Linked DNA regions of Salmo salar: region 2 is linked to region 1. Evidence: chromatin contacts called from public Hi-C data. All regions are on one chromosome and are shown on one strand. Each heading gives the region's core, a stretch centred on a gene start, on an enhancer-like site or on the middle of the called end of the contact. The rest is flanking DNA. Distances are from core to core; before and after follow the strand shown.

Region 1 (3,996 bases), core at 591-3,090:
GGGCTAAATCAGGGTCACACAGAGAGATTCTTGGAAGTCTTAAACAAATCTACTTTGAAACAGAAGTATAAACCTCATACACATGGTTATGGGCTTAAAAAAGAAGACACCTGTACCATGTCAGATATAGAGTTAAAATGTATTCAATTTTGAGTTTGCATTCCAATATTACATTTTATATACATCACAGAAGACTGAAATATAACAAAACCATTTGACACAGAAACACCAGATTTTCTGCGGGTTTTTTGAAATGTTTATTAATTATAAAATTCTGAACGATATGAATAACATTCCACCCATGAGGCCACTAGAGGGAGATTTGGTCCTTTGACTGCAGGAAAGAGCTACCAGAAATTCATGTAACCAATAACAGTACATTTACTACTGGTGACATACTGTATGTAATGGGGAATTTATAAAAAATAAACAATCAAAGGGCAAACAATTAACACAATAAAACAATGAATGCGTAAGTATTGGTGGGAGACAGCTGAGTGCATTCTGGAGAGAGATGTGCCAATATCTTCACCACACATCCCTCCCCTTCTTCTTGTCTCAACATTTCAAATTATACTAAAGGCACATCATCTTCACACATATTTTAGATGTGTTGCTTTTTACTGACAGCCGCATCTCAATAATCAGCTAGGCCTATATTGCCAAGCCCGCTGCCCAAATTGCGGGATTCCCAATTAGGCATATATATGTGATTTGAAACAATCCACAGCTTTAAAATAAGCTAATTATCCCCTGTGGCTAAGTCATGCTCTCTGGTGAAGTATTTTGAATTATTTTATTTATTTCTGTATAGACGGGAGTAATTATATACTTTTGACAAATGTATTTCAATTTACTTTAGGCTACAGTGACTACTGTTACTGAATCATGTCCTATGCTTATGTTACTCATCACATTAGGAATTGAATTGGCCTGCAAATACTTTATTATAAAGGGGATTTTTTTCCCCAACCCCCTGCACTCAGCACCCCCTACTCAAAACAAATTCCTGCTGCTATGCAGACAGACAGACAGACAGACATGCATGCATGCATGCATACATGCAGTATAGAGAAATTTAATTATTAGGAAACTGGTTAATATTGGCACAGTTCACATTTCAACAGTAAGATGATTACACAATATTGCAGTACTTCAGTCTACAATGGAATCTGGAGACCGTTTTTTAGAAGGCCTACATTACACCATTATTGTGTTCCTCCCCCCTCTTGGTCTTGTTTTGGATATGTTATTACTTGGGTTATATACTTGGGCAGCATGTCTATGTTTGTGGAGCATGGGTCCTGAAGAACTGTGTTGCTGCGATACGCCTAGAATACCACTAGATGTGAGTATGGAACGGTGCAAATATCCACAGAACCAGGGAGAAAGTGGAAGACGACATTTTGTGTTCATAAAAACAGGGATAAGCTTATCGAAACGAGAGCACTGAGAAAGAGGGGGGGATTGGAGGAGAAACATTGAGAGAAAGAGGAAGGGTAGGCTTCTGGAACCGGCGTGCCCAGAACACATTGACTTTTGCCGCGTTCTAAAACCAGCGAACTCGGAAATCTCGACTTCCGACTTCAGTTTTGTTCAAGACAACTGTGTACTCAGAAAAAAAACGAGCTCCGACTGGGATAAATCGTTTTGAACGGTCAGCCAACTCGGAATTCATAGTCGGAAACACGGGCATATTTATAGAGCCCCGACTTTCCGACCTGAAGATCACTGACGTCATGATTTGACCTCATTTTATTCCCAGTTGTCTTGAACGCACTGAAGTCGCAAGTCAGAGATTTTTGAGTTCCCGGTTGTCTTGAACGTGGCAGTAAGCACAAAGAGGAAGGGCCTGACGTCAGGGCCTATCTGAGCATGCGCTGTTATGTGTCCAGTCAACCCCGTGCCTATCGGTAGACTACATAATACACACTCTTTCTGTATCTACAGACATTGCTATCTGACAGCCCAATACACTGGCGCGGGAGACTACAAGAATAGTTATTTTCTACCTAATAAGAACTGGACCAACACACATCTAACGCTCCTTTCGGCTTCATTTGAAGGTTGTTGTTCGGGTTTAACCTGCCTTTGGCTGTATCACCCCTAACCAACCCTAACCTCGCCAGCACCGCCACGGGGACTTTACCATAACCCTGAAGGGAAACGGGTCCTGCCGGTGTTCCTTCCCCAGGACAGGTGAGTGTTTACCTGGGGAGCCAGCTGTTTGGTGCTCACTAGCCGTATTTGCATCATTCTCGTGATGGGGAATATGACGCCATAGCTAGCTACAGTGTGACAGAGAGAGGGAGACATACAACATCCGAGGATGGACCAATAGCAAACGCGGTGGGAGCAGAAGGATCATGTCTATAGCAATGCATGCTCCTAATCAGAGGGCCTCATCATTTAATGATAAGAGATGCGCAGTGGGATAGTATGAGGCATTGCTTTCTATTGATTAGCATATAGGCAATTCCATGGTAACAGAATGACGCTAAGACTCCGATTTTTGGCAAAGTTAAACAAACCATACAACTCTATGCGTAAGGACTACTTTCAAAAATGTCCACATAAAACAACCCATATACTTGAAGAACAGTGCAGATGTAACGTTTTGTAACAGAATGACAGTAAAATGGCCCTTTTTATGTGACCAAGTTTTCCAAAAACTCTGTTCAATATCTACTCTGAATTGAGATTCAATGATGTCTGCATAAATAATGTGGTGCTTGGACATCGCAGTAGAGCACAGTACATTGTACTTTACTCTACCCTAGTGTGCTTTACTGTACTGACCTATACACTACTCTACTTTGAGTGTATGAGAGAGAGAAAATACTGTTTTCACAATTATGTCAATAACAGTATGCCAGTGGAAGGGAGGACAGTAGCAGGTGACCCAACTGCGGTTTCCGATGTACACCTTTTAATTGCTTAATAAATCATAAACACAATTGTTATCAGTAAAATTAAATATAAATGTTAATATTAGTTTCCAAGGTTCTTAACTTCAACATTATTGTGTTTTGATTTACAGTACCAGTCAAAAGTTTGGACACACCTATTCATTCAAGGGTTTTTCTTTATTTTCTATATAGTAGAATAATAGTGACGTCATCACAACTATGAAAACGCATATGGAATCATGTAGTAACTAAAAAAAAGTGTTAAACAAATCAAAATATATTTTATATTTGAGATTCTTCAAAGTAGTCATCCTTTGCCTTGATTACAGCTTTGCACACTCTTGGCATTCTCTCAACCAGCTTCACCTGGAATGTTTTTCCAACAGTCTTGAAGAAGTTCCCACATATGCTGAGCACTTGTTGGCAGCTTTTTCTTATATATTCTATATATATATTGTGTGTGTGTGTGTGTATACTGCTCAAAAAAATAAAGGGAACACTTAAACAACACATCCTAGATCTGAATGAAATAAATAATCTTATTAAATACTTTTCTTTACATAGTTGAATGTGCTGACAACAAAATCACACAAAAATAATCAATGGAAATCCAACAACCCATGGAGGTCTGGATTTGGAGTCACACTCAAAATTAAAGTGGAAAACCACACTACAGGCTGATCAAACTTTGATGTAATGTCCTTAAAACAAGTCAAAATGAGGCTCAGTAGTGTGCGTGTGGCCTCCACGTGCCTGTATGACCTCCCTACAACGCCTGGGCATGCTCCTGATGAGGTGGCGGATGGTCTCCTGAGGGATCTCCTCCCAGACCTGGACTAAAGCATCCGCCAACTCCTGGACAGTCTGTGGTGCAACGTGGCGTTGGTGGATGGAGCGAGACATGATGTGCTCAATTGGATTCAGGTCTGGGGAACGGGCAGGCCAGTCCATAGCATCAATGCCTTCCTCTTGCAGGAACTGCTGACACACTCCAGCCACATGAGGTCTAGCATGGTCTTGCATTAGGAGGAACCCAGGGCCAACCGCACCAGCATATGGTCTCACAAGGGGTCTGAGGATCTCATCT
Region 2 (3,996 bases), core at 610-3,109, 53 kb after region 1:
AAGACACTGAGATAACCATGAATTTAGTTAGCCTATTGCTTGTCCCACCTGCCCTGAATGACAGGTCGCCACTGGTTTTTATGCAGTTGACTGTCTGAATATATGTGTAATATGCAAATAATGCTATGTAATATGCAAATAATGACAACTGCCTTGTGTCCTCAGAGATATTCTATTACCTAGGCTGCAACTGAATAACATGGCTTCCTCTCCTTGTCTCCTCTCCTTTATCTGCACTGATGTGAAATACTTGGAGAGGTGAAAGGTAATGCCTGATAGGGATCCTCCCTATTGCTTTAACCTCTCCTTTGTTACTAGTGCAGATGAACAAGAGGAGACAAGGAGTGGAAGCCACTTCAGACTGTTCAGATGCAGCCATGCCCAGGTCAAAAAATGCCATCTCACTGCTTATTCAAGTGTCCTCGTATTTCCCCTTCTATAACCCATATGATGTAACACAGTCTCCCCACTCCTGATGTAACTAAGCCCCTCCCCTTCACACTGATTCTTATAAAACATACTCTTATGAAAGTTGGTTTGCTTCACTGTCGCACGCACACACACACACTTTCACAATGTAACCCTCTCTTCTCTCACTCTAGCACTACCTGACATGTTTCAGTGGTACCATCGCGGTGCCATTCCTGCTAGCTGAAGCCATGTGTGTAGGGTTTGACCAGTGGGCTACCAGTCAGCTCATAGGAACTATCTTCTTCTGTGTGGGAATCACCACCCTGCTACAGACTACACTGGGCTGCAGGTACACACACACACACACACACACACACACACACACACACACACACACACACACACACACACACACACAGTGATGGGTTTAGGGCTGATGCAGGCAACAAGGGAAACTGTAGGCCAGTGTTGTGGCTACAGGTACATAATACTCTGCTATTGATCTTCTCTCCTGCACTTTCCCCTTTACGGCTTGTAATTTTTTTTACCTCTCTCTTTCTCTAGTGTTCTCTCCTTCTCTCTCTCCTTATACCCTCTGCCTCTCACCCCCTACTCTCTCCTCTGTCCTCTCTCTCCCTCCTCTCTCTTTAAGTACCATTTAGGCATTATAGACAGTGAAGAGACTGTGAAAAGTCACTCCTCCATCCTTTCTGCTCCTCCTTCATTCCTCTTTATCCCTCTATCATTCTCTAGTGTGTGTGTATGTCAAATCAAATCTTAATGGTCACATACACATTTTTAGCAGGTTTATTGCAGGTGTAGCAAAATGAGTGTGTGTGTGTGCATGTGACTCAACAGTTTCTGAAAGCACATGAGCCAGAAGTTGTACTGTTGGTAACAGGAAAGGAGTGGGTTAGCACCAGGGCAGGAAAGTGTGTGTGTGTGTGTATTTGGCCAACTGTAGAGCTGCACCCCCTCTTCCCAGACTGACCAGTGAACTTGAAATGTTCTAAGTGTCTGAGGGTTCCTCCGAAATGGCACCATATTCTGATGGCTCTGGTCAAAAGTAGTGCACTATGATATAGGGAGCCGTTTGGGTTGGCAGCCTGAGTATGTCATGAATGTTTGGTGTCAACAGTAAACCAGACTGTGGGAGAAGATCTCCATAGCTTTACATTCTACACAGTGTGGTTAGCATTAGGGATATGTTTAGGGCTACATGGTGAGGAGCATTGACTGAATGGACAAACAAGCACTCCATTTTATTTTTTTTCTCTCTCTCTGCCACCTCTCCCTCTACAGGAAACACTCTATCCTTTTCTTTTTTTCTCCTTTTCATTCCCTCTTTCTTTTTCAGTTCTTTCTCTCCTCACTGTGGTTAGAGGTTCAAATTTGACTCAGTGAGTCAGTGTGACCTGAGATGCCCTTCTGTTCTCTCCTCTCTGTCTCTCCCTCCCCTTGCCCACTCTCTCTCTCCCCTTGCCCACTCTCTCTCTCCCTCCCCTTGCCCACTCTCTCTCTCTCACTCTAGAAATATGATATCCTTTAGAAATACCACAGCCAGGTTTCATCATTGTTGCTATGGTTATTACCACACATGAATGTGTTGCTAGATGCCATATCACGTCATGGTAATCTGTTTGTAATTGTGTTTGCATGTCTCAGTCTCATGGCCAAGATACAGCAGCCCTGACAGGAAATCACTGCACACACACACTGGACACACACACACACACACAAGGTTCTCCGCTAGTCTCATGGCCTTGGGTGATTCCTGTCGGAAACAAGAGAATTTAAGCAGTATTTTACTGTTTCAGCGACTACAGCCCTGAAAAGAGCTGCACATACACTCACAGACCAGTGGTATGGTAGACCTCTGTCTGCCTGGCTCTCACACACTCCTCCCAGCTCAAGGAGAAACCAGGCGTTCAGCCACATAGGACTACTGTGAAAAATGGGTTGATGTAATTTAAGCTGTGTCCAACTGAACCCTTCAACCGAAGAACCATAAATGTGGGCCAAAGAGCTCTATTTTCATGTCATCTGACCATAGCACCGCCTGGAGTTTGATAACCGCCATTGGCACTTGGATTGGAACCGGTTCTACGGTCAGATAACATGAAAATATAGCTATAAGGCCGTGCACACCAGTGGTGGGTTTGGCGTTGAAAAAAAGAATATGCAGAAAAGTACCTCATACCTATGGTAAAATATAATTTACATTTTGAGCATACAATATAGCTCAGTATTTATTTTATAGTCTTTTTTGCTCATCTTTATCAAGGGTATCAATAATTATGGACCTGACTCTCCTGTCTTTAGTCCTGCAGTTAGGACTGATCACACAGAGAAGCATACACAGCACTTGCATACACAGAGGATTAACCTAAACATAGCAATTGTGCACCATAGAGGGCTGCGGATTCCGACAGATCATTGAGGCGTTCTCTGCATTTTTCATGCTGTAGTTGGGACCAGGCGGTCAGACAGACAACTTAGGGATAAATATTTTTGTTGTCCCGCAGATTGTTTGTAAGAAGTTGTCTGTCTGCTTCATATATGTTAGCCTACCTATTGTAATAAAAGCACATTTGTTGCATTATTCACACAATCAGAATTCGCTGCTTCTAGTTAAGTTGCCTGTAGGCCAAAAAGCTCTGTCATCTGAGCATAGCTGCGGGAATTAGAGGTGCTGCAGCACCCCTGAAAAATAAGATACATTTTTCTTTCAAAACATAAAATAATAAAAATAGAAGTTGTGCACTGGGCCTTTTTACTTGTATTAGCCGACTGATATAGACATCAACACTTATCATCTACGCTTTGACAAAGGTAGTTGTAAAATTAAGAACATTATTTTTTCACAAAAGTCATGCCCTGTGCCTTTACTAATCCTGTATTAGCAGACCGATATAGACATCTTCAGCGCCAGCAATCAACATGTTTTTCTGCATGTAACAATGTGGAGGGCTCTAGCTCTGCCACTAGATATCCTGGTTCGAGTCCAGGCTCTGTCGCAGCCGGCCGCGACCGGGAGACGTATGAGGCAGCGCATAATTGTCCCAGCGTTGTCCCGGCTGGCAGGGATATTCTTGTCCCATCGCGCGCTAGGGACTCTTGTGGCGGGCCGGGCGCAATGCACGCTGACACTGTCGCCAGGTGTTTCCTCCGACACATTGGTGCGGCTGGCTTCCGGGTTAAGCGGGCATTGTGTCAGGAAGCAGTGCGGCTTGGCTGGGTTGTGTTTCGGAGGACGCACGGCTCTCGACAATCGCCTCTCCCGAGTCCGTACGGGAGTTGCAGCGATGGGACAAGACTGTAACTACCAATTGGATACCACGAAATTGGGGAGAAAAAAGGGTATTTAATTATTATTTTTTTTACATATAACAATGTGGAGTGCTCCGTATAGCTCCGCATTGACATGACTGGTTGACGGTAGGTGGGGGCGTGAAGTCTTGTATAAACACAAACTCACTTCCTTTACAACTTCCTTCACAACAGATCTGCGAAGCGAAAAAAGTATGTTTGCTCTGACTTCTGCGGAGGCCGCCTCGCAGTAAATGCTGTATGGCCACAGCAGAC

The links. Hi-C and Micro-C count contacts between places; a contact is called where the count stands out from the background.
Region 2: a contact with region 1 is called in a Hi-C map of muscle, with 7 times the contacts expected there. The contact joins the enhancer-like site here to the promoter of LOC106585070 in region 1. A contact is called at or near these places in 2 of 3 Hi-C or Micro-C datasets (gill and muscle).

Annotation. Positions count from the first base shown.
Region 1 is chrssa24:13,618,958-13,622,953 of Ssal_v3.1, forward strand. It overlaps LOC106585070 (solute carrier family 23 member 2), which reads left to right and starts at 1,841. Exons shown (of 16, transcript XM_045706862.1): 1 at 1,841-2,199.
Region 2 is chrssa24:13,672,417-13,676,412 of Ssal_v3.1, forward strand. LOC106585070 (solute carrier family 23 member 2) reads left to right here. Exons shown (of 16, transcript XM_045706862.1): 6 at 603-760. Among protein-coding and RNA genes, the nearest start is that of rasf2, 33 kb to the right of the region's middle. Within about 2 kb of position 1,860, at least 6 of the 13 cell types and tissues checked have an H3K27ac peak or open chromatin away from gene starts, as enhancers often do. A contact at or near this core is called in muscle, where this site is marked.